2 separate regions of the Sus scrofa genome follow, and region 1 is linked to region 2. The links are chromatin contacts, called in public HiChIP or PLAC-seq maps. All regions are on one chromosome and are shown on one strand. The core of a region is the stretch at or near the end of the contact, and the rest is flanking DNA. Distances in the headings are between cores, read along the strand shown. Region 1 overlaps G3BP2 (ras GTPase-activating protein-binding protein 2). Region 2 holds the start of THAP6 (THAP domain-containing protein 6).

Evidence for each region. HiChIP or PLAC-seq counts read pairs in DNA pulled down with a chosen protein or histone mark.
Region 1: a contact with region 2 is called in an H3K27ac HiChIP or PLAC-seq map of alveolar macrophages. The contact joins the enhancer-like site here to the promoter of THAP6 in region 2. A contact is called at or near these places in 2 of 5 promoter capture datasets (fetal liver and liver), 5 of 47 Hi-C or Micro-C datasets (embryonic fibroblasts, fetal liver, fetal skeletal muscle and 2 more) and 2 of 2 datasets of contacts at active chromatin or transcription factors (alveolar macrophages and skeletal muscle).

The regions. Positions count from the first base shown.
Region 1 is chr8:71,336,861-71,343,765 of Sscrofa11.1, reverse strand. It overlaps G3BP2 (ras GTPase-activating protein-binding protein 2), which reads left to right. Exons shown (of 13, transcript XM_005666759.3): 2 at 109-204. Among named protein-coding and RNA genes, the nearest start is that of G3BP2, 23 kb to the left of the region's middle. Within about 2 kb of position 4,490, at least 22 of the 83 cell types and tissues checked have an H3K27ac peak or open chromatin away from gene starts, as enhancers often do. A contact at or near this core is called in alveolar macrophages, fetal liver and liver, where this site is marked.
Region 2 is chr8:71,179,234-71,185,910 of Sscrofa11.1, reverse strand. It overlaps THAP6 (THAP domain-containing protein 6), which reads right to left and starts at 3,959. Exons shown (of 5, transcript XM_003482412.4): 1 at 3,867-3,959; 2 at 2,881-2,983; 3 at 1,163-1,370. The coding sequence starts at 2,960. RCHY1 (ring finger and CHY zinc finger domain containing 1) reads left to right here and starts at 4,102. Exons shown (of 9, transcript NM_001097490.1): 1 at 4,102-4,191. The coding sequence starts at 4,102.

The sequences.
Region 1 (6,905 bases), core at 3,241-5,740, 160 kb before region 2:
TACTTTCATCCTCTATATGCAAAAGAAAACTGTTGAAGGAAGGAGGTAACTTGTGAGGGTCCCAAGGCTCCATGACTGGGGTTTGATCTGAGATTTTTCTGACTGCAGAGCCTGTGCCCTCTGCTGATTTTCCACATCTGTCCGTGGGCGTGTCATTGGCTGCTCCTGACAACTGCGATAGCTCAACCCCGGGACTTCTCCCAGGTAAGCCCTCCCACTTTGGAGAAGTAGATAATTTGTGAGGGGAATGCTTAACCAGTGGGTTACCCAGGTCCACCCAGTAGCAGTGTTTCCCAGTCGTTTCCAGTCTGAGACAAAGCCACGATCTTGCCAGAACACAGGTAGACAAGAAGCCACTGCTTTCTTGGTTCCTCATGCTGAGTCATCCACCAATTCAAGAAATGGTCCAAACACTGCTCTTTGCCACTTATATAAGCTATCGTTCATGTTCAATGATAGCTTAGCACTTAGCACCTGGCACAGTACTTGGTATGTGATGCTTGTTTTCCCCCATTAAACTTAACTAGCCAACTTGAGCTTATATCCTCTCATAAAACTGCAGCTGAGGGTCATCAGAGCTGGCTTCCTATTACCCAGGAGTCCTGCTCCATTTGTGCTGCTATAACAGAAGACCATAGAGTGGCTGGCTTATAAACAACAGACATTTATTTCTCCCAGTTCTGAAGGCTGGAGCCCTAAGGTCTAGGTGCGAGCAGATTCCATGTCTGGTGAGGTCAAATTTCCTGATTCACAGTCTTTTATCTTTTGACTGTGTCCTTACAGGGCAGAAGGGAGGTTTCTGGGGCCTCCTTTTTCAGGGCACTAATCTGGAGCTCTCATGACCGAATGACTTCCCAAAGCCTCTACCTAAAGTGCCATCACGTTGGGTGTTAGGATTTCAACATATGAATTTGTGGGGGGTACACACATATTCAAACGGTTGAAGGTAAGTTGATGAAGTTGAAAGGAATCATGATTTGCAGGTTACCAACCTTTTGAATCAAAGATTCTGTAAGAAAAAGGTACTTTTTAAGTAAACATGAGCAGCAGAATTTGACTTTATACTTGAAGAGGAGGGATCCGCTGGACCATAAGCTTATCACTGTGTTTCCCAGGATGTACCTTATCAGGTCGCTCACAAATTACTGCTACCACCAGCATATTGGCCACTAGGAGGCACTGTTTCCCCTTCAGGGCTGTGGGCCAGTTACTGGCTGTGAATCAAATCTACAGTTGAGCCTAACTGAAGCTGGTTCTTTTTATCTTCTAGAAATACCGCAGGGAAATAAACGCTGAGAGTGATGCGGTCTTTATGACCTGGCTTATAAGGAGAGTGTATTGATTGAGAATGTTCATGTCTCACGGGGCGTCCTGTCTTCCTGGCTCTTGGACTTACTGATACAGATAGGGTCCTCTTTGCTCCCAGCATAAAGGAATCATTTACCAGGCCTGGTGCAAGGGGCTGGGCAGAACAAAATGCAAGATCCCTTCTCAGAGTCCAGTCTAGTGGGGGGAGACACACGGCAAGGGAGAGGTCCTGACAGCCTTCCTCAGATCCACCCTCACAGTGCCTGTCTTCTGGTTTTTAGAGTTGAGGATATTTCCCTTCAGACAGCACCTACCCCAGCAGGGAGTAGCCATTGCAGCTCACAGCACAGCCCTAACTCATTTTGTCAGTTCATGTAATAGAGGGTCCGTTTGTTACATATGCACTTGAGTTTATCTATGAGATAATTTTCTATTTTATGTGTACCTCGACCAAAGAGCAGCTATGAATAATAACAGCTAAGAAAACCAAATAGCTAATTCATTCAATTGGGATTATGTTTACATCTTTATTCTCAAGATTTAGTCACAAGGTACAGGAGTTCCTGTTGTGGCTCAGTGGGTTAAGTACCTGACTGGTATCCATGAGGATGCGGGTTTGATCCCTGGCCTGGCTCAGTGGGTTAGGGATCCGGTGTTGCTGTGGCCATGGCTTAGGCCTCAGGTGCAGCTCTCATTAGACCTCTAGCCTGGGAAATTCCATATGCCAAAGGTGCAGTTGTAAAAAGAAAAAAAAAAGATTCAATATTTAGACTGAATAACAGGTTCTACTTTTGCAGGGGCGGGCGGCTGTGCTCACTGCATGCAGATGTTCCCGGGCCAGGCATCAAACCCATGCAATGGCAGTAATCAGAGCCACAGCAGTGACAATGTCAGATCCTTAATTTACTGACCCACCAGGGAATTCCAGATTCTACTTTCATTAAATCCAGTTCTGTTCTGAATGAATGTCAAAGTTTGAAATATACAAGGGTTATTTTAATTTTATAAAATTTATATTTGGCAAGACTAGGGCTAGTAACATCTTTCTACATTGGTTTGGACTCTAATGAAGACAACTAATAATGACCCTTTATAGAAGAAATGCGAGTGGCATCCCCATTCACAAGTTTGATGATCTTTGAAATGTTGTAGATTTTATCTCAGGTCCATTCCTTCACCCTCACCTGGCTATAAACATGCAGGGCTGAAGGGTCTCATGTCATGCACATATCATTAGGCTCTTCTCCCATCAAACATCTTTTCACATACATACTTGAATGTTTATGCTTGTCCATTTACCTTTTGCAGTTAAGATTGTTAGCTCTCATGGGGTTCCCGTCATGGCTCAGTGGTAACAAACCCTACTAGTATCCATGAGGGCTCAGGTTTGATCCCTGGCCTCCCTCAGTGGGTTCAGGATCTGGCGTTGCCATAAGCTGTGGTGTAGGTCGCAGACTTGGCTTGGATCCCTTGTTGCTCTGGCTGTGGTATAGGCCAGCAGCTGCAGCTCCAATTTGATCCCTAGCCTGGGAACCTCCATATGCCATGGGTGCAGCCCTAAAAAGCAAAAAAAAAAAAAAAAAAAAAGATTGTTAGCTCTCTGTTCCCACTGCTGTGTGTGATAGTCCTTTGCGCTCTAATTTGCTATGTGTGATCTGACATGGATCTTTAGTAGTGACCAGCCTTTATTGAGCATGTGCTGTGTTCCAGACATTGTGCTAAGGACTTTGCACATATTAACTAACAGAATCCTCATAACCACCCTGTGGGTGGTTAGTAGGGTAACTACTAATTATTATGCCCATTCTGTGATTATTTGGCCAAAGTCACACAGCCACCAAGAGGCACAGCTTAGGATTCAAACCCAGTTGGGTTACATAGTCTATAGCACTAAACGAGAATATACAATACTGCCTCAGTATCCAGAATAGATAGACTAGAATAGCTTAAGTTCAAGAGTAAGGAGAATCTTGTGTTGTAGCTCAGTGGTATTGAACCTTACTAGTAACCATGAGGGTTGTGGGTTTGTTCCCTGGCCCTGCTCAGTGGGCTAAGGATCTAGCATTGCTGAGAGCTGTGGTGTAGGCTGGCAGCTGCAGCTCTGATTCGACCCTTAGCCTGGGAACGTCCACATGCCACAGGTTGGGCCCTAAAAAGACAAAAAAGAGTAAGTTGAATCCAAAGAACTCACCTATGAATTAGATCTTGTTACATGTATGACTTCTCTGAGACTGTTTCCTCAACTATAAAATGGAAATAATAATAGAACCCACCTGGGGAGTTTCCATTGTGGCTCAGTGGTTAACGAATCCGACTAGGAACCATGAGGTTGCAAGTTCGATCCCTGGCCTTGCTCAGTGGGTTAAGGATCCGGTGTTGCCCTGAGCTGTGGTGTAGGTCGCAGACGGGGCTCAGATCCTGCGTTGCTGTGGCTATGGCGTAGGCCGACGGCTACAGTTCCTATTAGACCCCTAGCCTGGGAACCTCCATATGCAGCAGGAGCGGCCCAAGAAATGGCAAAAAGACGAAAAAAAAAAAAGAACCCACCTGACAGGACTGCTATGAAGATTAAATGAGTGAAGTGTGTATATATCTATGTATATGTGTGTATTATGTATATATGTATGTATATGTGAAGAACCTTAAGCTGGACCTAACATATAGCAAGTATTCATTATTCTAAGCAACATCCCTGTGCTCAGTGAATGGTAGCCATTATTACCGTAATCTGTGAGTTTCAAGGACACTAAGACTTTTCTGTTATCTAATGGTCTGGGTACTGAGAAGTCCTCACACTCATTCCTCCTTCGTAGCCCTCTGCTGCAGCTCCTTCACACCACTAGCAGGTCCCTGCCATGTCCTTAAGGTGCTCAGGTGGGAGCTCCCCGAAGTGGCTGAAGCATGTTCACAGGGTTCCAGGGCCTTTCCATGCCTTAGCCTCAGGAGGTTGCTCCCCCGCCCCCTCCTTTTACCCCAGCTGGTTTCCCCACCCCTCAGCTCTTTCTCTGGGGATCCCTCTCCCTGCGGGACCTGTGTGGGTGGGAAGTGCTCTCAGCCTTTCCTCCTCCACCCAGGCCTTTTGTTTTCTAAATAAGCTTTCCAGCTCATCCCTGCAGGGGAGCGGACTGGAAACCTGCCACAGCAAAATCCATAAGAAAGTCCAAAGGTGACTGGAGCCAGAGCTCTATAATCCTGACTCCTGTTTAAATGGTAAACTGGAAGCCCTTCAGGCTTGGTCTCGTGCTTTCACTTCTGAGAATAAAATGATTTACTCTGGGTGGGCCTTTACCTCCCAGGTCCGGCTGAAAATGCAGCCCAGGTCTTTCTTAGGTGTTCCGTTTCCTCAGGTGGGCAATTTGCATCATTGAGGGACTCCGGTGGGGACCTGTACCCTCCTCCTCCCTGGGATTGTCCTCTCTGGGTATTTCCTCCCTCAAATGGGCATTAGTTGAGGAGATCTCTGGTCAGGGCTGGAGGTAAAAGTAAATGAATGAATGAATGAATAAAATTTATTGAAAAATTACTGAGGGCATTTTTCCTAAGATTCAAAATATATTGGCTTTCCCGTTGTGGCTCAGTGGTTAACGAATCCGACTAGGAACCATGAGGCTGTGGGTTCGATCCCTGACCTTGTTCAGTGGGTTAAGGATCTGGCGTTGCCGTGAGCTGTGGTGTAGGTTGCAGATGTGGCTTGGATCTGGCGTTGCTGTGGCTGTGGTGTAGGCCGGCAGCTACAGCTCCAATTAGACCCCTAGCCTGGGAACCTCCATATGCCGTGGGAGCGGCCCTAGAAAAAGGCAAAAAAAAAAAAAAAAAGACAAAATATATTTATCAGGGGAAGCCTTTACTCTGAGACAAGAAATGTTGCTATAAAATGGAATTATACTTAGGTTAAAATGATCTTTCAGGTCAGCTCATAATAAGAAGGTGAAGTGACCTTGGAAACATCTTATGAGTCAAATGAATAGTGAAAGAGGGAGGGAATTATGAATGAACGGTGTCATGCCTGCTGCCTAAGATGTTAGTTAAGGGCACGCCTTGCCTTCTGTCTTCCTCCTGCCCCTGCTTTGTTCTTGCCAGAGCCTGTGTGATATTTTTAAGTTGGTTTCTGTCTTGGCTAACACACCTCAGTACTTACCCACTGCCTTCAGGATAAAACTCAAAAAGTTTTGATTTATATTAGCTCTTCAGACTTCAGATTCTTGTCGCCCAACCACCAACTTCCTAAACACCAGCTTCACTAAACAGCTTTCGGTTCCTGTTCTTACCTCCAGGAGTTTGACCTGGACCACTTCCCATCTACTCAGTTGGTTCCTGCTTGCCTTTCAGTTCCAGTCTCCCAAACCCCAGAATCTGGAGCTCCCAAACTGCCTGCCCATAGATTTCATCCCACTGTGTTAATCTTCCCTGCTGGCTGATCTGTTTTTTTGTGGGTTTTTTTGTTTTTGTTTTTGTTTTTGTTTTTGTTTTTGTCTTTTTGCCTTTTCCAGGGCCGCTCCCGCAGCATATGGAGGTTCCCAGGCTAGGGGTTGAATCAGAGCTGTAGCCGCCGGCCTACGCCACAGCCACAGCAACTAGGGATCTGAGCCGCGTCTGCAGCCTATACCACAGCTCAGGGCAATGCCGGATCCTTAACCCACTGAGCAAGGCCAGGGATCGAACCGGCATCCTCATGATTCCTAGTCGGATTTGTTAACCACTGAGCCACGACAGGAACTCCCGTGGCTGATCTGTTTTGTCTCGTTCAGCAGATCTCAGCCTACAGGAGGCCCAGAACCCTGTCTTGGCTGTTTCACAGGCCTCTATCCAATGTAGTGTTTGGCCCTTGTAGAGGCTTAGTGAATAGTTGGTGAATGAAAGGATGGCTGGGGGAGGGGAACACCGAGAGGAGTTTTGTGAGTGGTTGCATAAGTGGTTAGTGCAGTGGAGGGAAGGGCAAAGGTGATTGATGGAGGCTTGAGGGCTGGGGCTGCTTCCTCCTATTGTCAGGTCTCTTAGTGCCTGGTCCTCACAACTGGTCCATAAATTGCTTGAAACGCTGAGAAACTGGCTTCCGCTGACTGAACCTTGTACCAACCTTAAGTTTGTTCATTTGTCAATGTGTAAGAAGACATGTTAGCTGTCAGGAGAAAGAGCCTTCTCGTCAGCGCTTTTTCTCCCCACAGGAAGTTACAGGGAAGACAGATTACAAAGAGAAGGTTGCTTGTGGGAACCTGCTTCCTTCCGTCCGTCCGTCCGTCCTTCCTTCCTTCAGTACTTGAGTAAGCTTGTACTTATCAAGGGCCCTTCTCAGTGTTGGAAGCGGAGCATGTGAGTGATTTTAAGGACAGCCCTTCAGCTTAGCAAGTTTAGGAGACTTGCTATGGAGATGTTACCATTCCGGTGGGGTGGCCCTGCCCCTGGACACAGCAGGAATCACTCCAAGATTGGGCCCTGGGCTCTTCTTTTATCCTTTCAACATTGATCAGCTGACCTTCTCACTTAGTCCTGTTTACATGTTCAGTCTGGTTATGTCCAGATCCACCTCATGGAAGCATTTTTTTGTTTTTGCTTTTTAGGGCTATACCCACGGCATATGGAAGTTCCCAGGCCAGGGG
Region 2 (6,677 bases), core at 2,710-5,209:
CAGGAGACAAACCCTTTAGAGCAAACTCCACAAGATACTGTACATTTATTAATACAGAAGAAAGTGAGGCAGTGTCCAATTGATAAGTTAAAGTACTGCAATGTGAACACCTACGAAGGTGACCAAGACCTCGGGGGAGCAGGTTCCCTTCTGGACTACTCCTCTTGTTTCCAGCTGTCAGGAAGGAGATACCTTTCAATGGAGGTTCATGTGCTGTGAGAACCCACAGGCTCTCTCTGAATTGTCCACACAAATCAGTCTATAGTTTCTAGAAGCAGATACTTTCAGGGAAATGAAATTGAGAGATCGAGGGTGAGGCAGCCTAGCACGGGCACCAATATCACGGAGGAAAAACACACAATTCAACTGAGTTGACTTCGACAATCCTTTTATTGTCTTTTTCTGAACTCTTTTTCTCCTTCCCTTCTCCTGTTCTTCTCTTTTTTCGGTTTTCCACCTTTAGTCTCACCTAGGCTTCACGCTTGAATGTATGTGGCTCTAGAAGTAAACTTTGGGTCTGTGAGAAGCTTTACTCTTGATTCTGGCTCCAGTGTGAGGACCACTACCAACCTGGGACTTCAGTTCAACTCTCTTATGTGCCTCCACTATTTAGACACATACTCATCTACACCAACTCCTAAGATTAGCTCACTTCACCAAACCTAAGAAATGTACAGATATTTATGAGTGGCTACTGGTAAAATACTCCTACTACTCATGACAAAAGCTAAAGCAGCAGTTTATGAATCTAAAAATTTAAGAATGGGTGTTCCTGTCGTGGCACAGTGGTTTACGAATCTGACTAGGAACCATGAGGTTGCAGGTTCGGTCCCTGGCCTTGCTCAGTGGGTTAAGGATCCGGTGTTGCCGTGAGCTGTGGTGTAGGTTACAGACTCGGCTTGGATCCCGAGTTGTTGTGGCTCTGGAGTAGGCCGGTGGCTGCAGCTCCGATTCGACACCTAGCCTGGGAACCTCCATATGCAGCGGGAGCAGCCCTAGAAAAGGCAAAAAGACAAAAAAAAAAAAAAAAAAAAAAAAAAAAGTAACAATGGACTTCAAATTAATAAGCGAACAATAAACATGGTGGCAAGTGTGGTTTATGTTCTTAAGTAGTACTGCAAAAAAGTGAGTAATGATGGCAAGCAGTATTTCATCAACAAACCTGTAAGTGAGATGGGGAATCAAAGATAGAAGGTATGACTCCAGGTTTCAGTTTAATATTCGGAGTGGTTCTGTCAAAATCTGTCTTCTTAAAGTGCCTTGAACACAACACATCTCCTTTTTTAGGCTCCCACATGCCTGCAGCATTCACATCCAGTCTTTTCATGGCTAATACCCATTTCCTTTTGACTTTTTCATCTGTGGGGAATCTAGGAAAACATACAGAAAGCCTTTTAAAATTAAACACTACTGATTTATACTTGAATTAAGGCTGTGACTAAACTGATTCTTTAGTTTGTTATTACTCTTGGGAACTGGAATATTCAGGAGACCGCCATGATTCACACTTTCATAACTTTCAGTTTTCATAGTCAGACTTTCTATCAAACATGCTACAGGCATATGGCCCTCATTTAAATTTTCTCATATTATAAGGAAAAAAGTTTCAAAGGACATTTAACACCTTATAGTAAGATTCACAGCTGAAGATTTTTCTTCATCTATAAATGATAAAGAATAAGACTTGGGGAGTTCCTGTTGTGGCTCAGTGGTTAATGAATCCGACTAGTAACCATGAGGTTGCAGGTTCGATCCCTGGCCTTGCTCAGTGGGTTAAGGAACCGGTGTTGCTGTGAGCTGTGGTGTAGGTTGCAGACTCGGCTTGGATCCTGAGTTGCTGTGGCTCTGGCATAGGCCAGCAGCTACAGCTCTGATTAGACCCCTAGCCTGGGACTCTCCATATGCCGACGCAGCGGCCCTAGAAAAGACAAAAAAAAAAAAAAAAAAAAAGAATAGCATTTGGGCCTTTTCCTATCTGAGAACTTTATCCCAGATGAACACACACACTGGTACTTTCATTCTTCCATCAGCACCAAGACATTTCTTAGTAGAGCATTTAATAGAAAACAGGGGTATAAATGCGTAGTGAGTGAATGCAGAGAACACCTGCAGAGTTTGGAATTTTGGAGATCAGAACTCATTTGAGATTTGGAGGCCAATAACTATCTTTTCTAATTTTCCAAGCTGGTTTGAATCTTTTTTGGAATAAGGTAGGGCACACATACTCATTTTTTATTTCATTATATCTAGCCAAGTAGTTAGAGACACTTCTCTGGCACATAGCACAAGTGCCTGGCACAAAAACAGCAAAATAAACTTGTAGCAAATGAGTAATTATTAAATCTTATTGTCCTTTCTTTCCTATGCTGCCAGAAGAGTGGTTAAAATACTAAATTAGGACCATCTTAATTTATCTGCAATACAGCTACAAAACCTTTAGTCTGAACTAGTAATTTATATATATATTTTTCCTACCACGGAAGTTTGATCTATTTCTAAACATAAACATAACCTTGACTTATTTTCTAAAAGACAGAATATATTTAGGCAAAGATCCTTCATTCACATTGTAAACTATATGTAAACGACACTGAATTTCTTTGATGGTATGTTAAAATGCAAAGTAAGAATCTTAGCAAAGATGACTTTAATGATATTTTTGTTAATCAGCTTATGATACCTCGGCAGGTATTTTTTACACTTCCACACCAAATCACACAAGTGTAGAAGTTATCACTGTCACTTCAAATTCAACTACAAAGGTTATTTAAAAAGAACTTGAGAACTACTGTTCAAAATTGAAGATGAAAATAGAACTGCCTTTTGCTTTTCTAACAGTCAAAAACATACTTGGTATAATTAACTAGGGCAGAATCTTACACGTGAAATGTCAGTCCTTTTAACTTGGAATTTGGTAAACAGCGAGAAGCACATCCAATGGCTGAGCAACATTTCACCATGGTGTTAACAACTCATAACAGAACTGAAAGAAAATTAAAAGGGCAAGCGTTAGTAACTTCAAAGCTAAGGGGAACATATTCACCTTTCCCAGTATGTTCTGGTATGTTTCAGTTAGGTAGCATGAAATCAGTTAGAAAGCCAAAGGCAAGTATTTTCTTCCAAAACGTTTACTTTGCTCATAAAATTTTCGAGGGGTTTGTCTCTTTACTAAAGCGAGTCATATTTAGCTATGCCACAAGGCGCCTGATTGCAGTTTTGTAGCTGGTACATTTCCCATCCACAGCCCCTTAGGCACCATGTTCCCTCCGCTACAACGCCTTGGCACACTAACTCCTGAGCTTCCCCCGGGAAACCATCCTTGACACCCAGATATGTCGGCTCCTCTCCAGTATTAGCTCTCGGAAAACACACTTCTCCTTCTCAAAGCTGTAATCATTCCTACATTTATTTCACATTCTCTGATGAAAGTCCTCCTCCACCAGCCTGGTGAGTTCCATGAGAGTATGGCAGGGCTTGTGTTTTTTTCTCACGTGTGTCCCCACCGCGTAGCTGGTAAATGTTACTACACATTTTGAAGGAATGAAGCGGACGTAAAGGAGAAGAGGAGGTAAAGGTGGGGCGTGAGACGCTGGCAAGTACGGGTGCCCAGCAGCAGCGGCGCTCCGGTGGGGACCAGATCCGAGCCCGGAGGCCGGCCGAGCTCCGCCCCCTTCTCGAGGCCCTGGCTGCGGCTGGGAAAGGGAGGGGCCGCCCAGTCACAGGTGTGGATGCAGCCGGAGAGCGGCCCTTCCTCTAGGGCCACCGGGCGTCTCCGCGCCGCTGCGGTCCTCCTCACGCCGAACCACGCCCAGGGTGTGGGCAGGCAGCAATGGGGAGAAAAGGAGAGACAACCTAAGATTTGTTACCGTTAGCGGCGAAGGCAGCGACTAACACCGATAACCGAGATTGCGTCTCCCTTCACTTCCGCCCCGTCGCCCCGGGAACCGGAAATCCGGCTGCCCCGGGTCACGTGTCCCTCCGCCATCTTGGCTCTGCTGGCAGCAGCAGCCAGGAGGGGGGGTGCTGGAGCAGAGCTGGGTCTCTGGACGTAGTTTTCATCCTGGGGGAAGGGGCCGTGGAGTTTGAGAGGCTGTGGAAGAGATGGCGGCCTCGGCGCGGGAAGATGGCGGCCGCGGGCAGGAGCACGGACGGCGGGGCTGCGAGCACTATGACAGAGGATGCCTCCTGAAGGTGACGACTTCACTGGGCTCTTCCCCTAGGAGCTTCCGCCGGGTCCAGCTGGGGGCGGGGTGGGCAAAGCGGTTCGGCTTGGGCTTAAGTTTGAGGCTAGGCTGTTGTCAGGACACCTTGTCTAGCTGGGTTGCTGCCGTAGAGAACGTTTTTGGCAAGGCGACCACACGCCCCACCTTTCCTCTTGTGTTGTACTTTGCAAGCAAAGCTCTTCTTGCTTGGGAAGAGCCTGGGCTTGCACATAGGTCACTTTATTAGTGGGTTCTTTTTATTTAGTCTTTCGCTTCTGGAAGTGGACTTCGGCAGCCTCAGGCCTGTGCTGACATTTCCCTGGGATCACTTTCAGGTGTGTGATGAAATAATGGAAGAAGGGCGAACAAGCGGAGCATCGGCATACGATTTCATCTCCTGTAGTAAATAAGTTTTACAGCTTGCCAGCTTCATTTTAGAGGCAGTGAGTATGCCTAAACCTGCCGCAGAGAAAACGTATATGTGAAATAGGAAGACAGTCATTTAATTGCCACAAAATAGGAAATTATGTATGGGAGAGTGTCTGATGGGCATGTATTGTTACTTCTGTTATTTAAGAAAAATTCCTAGTCAGCTTCGAATTTGAAAAATTGACATCCATCCAGTTATTTTTCTTGCAAGAATTTTTCTTCCTTAAAGATTTTGCTTAGAAGGCTTGAGCTTTGGAGTCCGACAGTCCTACCGCCAAATCTTAGCTCTGCGCCTTAATAATTCGGTACTTTTGAGAAAACTACTATTTACATATAAAATAGGAGTGATAGAAGTTCCTCTTTCATAAATAAGTTTGAGGTTTTGAGACAACCTAAAGCCTCTGCTGTAGGCTGTGGTTTGGTGAACATTCCTTCACTGCACTGGATGAAGCTCTTTCACGGCTGGTCATTTACCAAGGGTTGTGTAAAGATATTGAATGCTATCCTTAAGATTCCATTTCCATTGAGATGCCGTGTTAGAGTTTCGGCCTTGGGGTTTTAGACCTCCTCCTCTCATCTTCCCAAGAAAGGCACAAATACATCTGTGTTTCATAGATACATAGTATTCATTGTATTCATAAGATACTTGACCCTGAGTATCAAATGCTATCCACACCCCCTTGGTTCTTTGCTTAAATACCAGAGAGGAGTGTAGAGTTTGAAGGAGGAAGTAATCAACTAAATCAAATGCTGCTCTTTGGGTAAGATAAGAACTGAAAATCAACCTTTAAATTTAGCAAGAAGGAGGTCACTGGTGATGTTGATATGAGAAGTTTCTGTGGAGAGATTGGGACAAAGCCTGATTGGAGTGGATTTAATATGGGATGAGATTAATGGAAATGGAAATAGCCTTTGTAGGCAATTCTTGGAGTTTGGCTGTAAAAGAGAGCAAAAATATGAGGCTCTGGTTGCTGCAAGATGTGCGATCGTGTCCCCCCGCCTTGAGATGCGAGATGTTGCAACATATTTGTAAATTTTTAGAAATGATCCAATAAAATGAAAACATTTTATCATGAAAGGAAGAGGGAAAATTGTAGGAACCCCGTTTTTGAGTAGCCAAACAGGATGTGATCCAGTGTACATACAGTAGAGAAGTTGGCCTTGAGTAAAAACGTGGACTGTAAGATTCTGTAACAGAAGGAAAGACAGTGTGAGGTGCATTTACAGGTAGGTCGATGGAGTTTGTGGGAGGATGTTCTTTTTTGATTATTATTTCGGTTTTCATAGTTAAATAAGAAGCAAGGTCATCAGCAGAGTGTAAGGGGAAAAAGAGGTGTTTGAAGTTTAAAGAGCGAGGAGAAGATGTGAAATCATCATCGAGGTCCTATTAGGGCCTAAGACTTTGGAAGAAGGAGGGGATTGATTAGGGGAACATGGTAGTAAGAGCCCACTTTTTGTCAGTGGTTGTGACTTAAAAGTGACACCAGTGACTCTAGTGGTGCTATTGCTTTAGCCATATTTAGCTGTTCCTATGCAGGTTGAGTAGGAGCGAATTGTATTTAACCAGAGTAGGGATTCTGGGTAGGTGAGTGTGTAGAGAAAGAGAGAAGGAAGGAACTAGATCCATTGCAAAGAGAGGAGATAGTGGTTAGAGAATTTCTTGCTTAAAATTAAGAAACAGGGAGTTCCCATCGTGGCGCAGTGGTTAACGAATCCGACTAGGAACCACGAGGTTGCGGGTTCGGTCTCTGCCCTTGCTCAGTGGGTTAACGATCCGGCGTTGCCGTGAGCTGTGGTGTAGGTTGCAGGCGCGGCTCGGATCCCGTGTTGCAGTGGCTCTGGCGTGGGCCGGTGGCTGCAGCTCCGATTCGACCCCTAGCCTGGGAGCCTCCTTGTGCCGCGGGAGCGGCCCAAGAAATAGCAAAAAGACAAAAAAAAAAAAAAAAAAAAATTAAGAAACAGGAGTCACTTCTTGATTGGAACCCTGGGAATTCCTGAGGCCAATTAGAAGAGTACTTTCTAATACTAAGACATTATTTGTCTTTT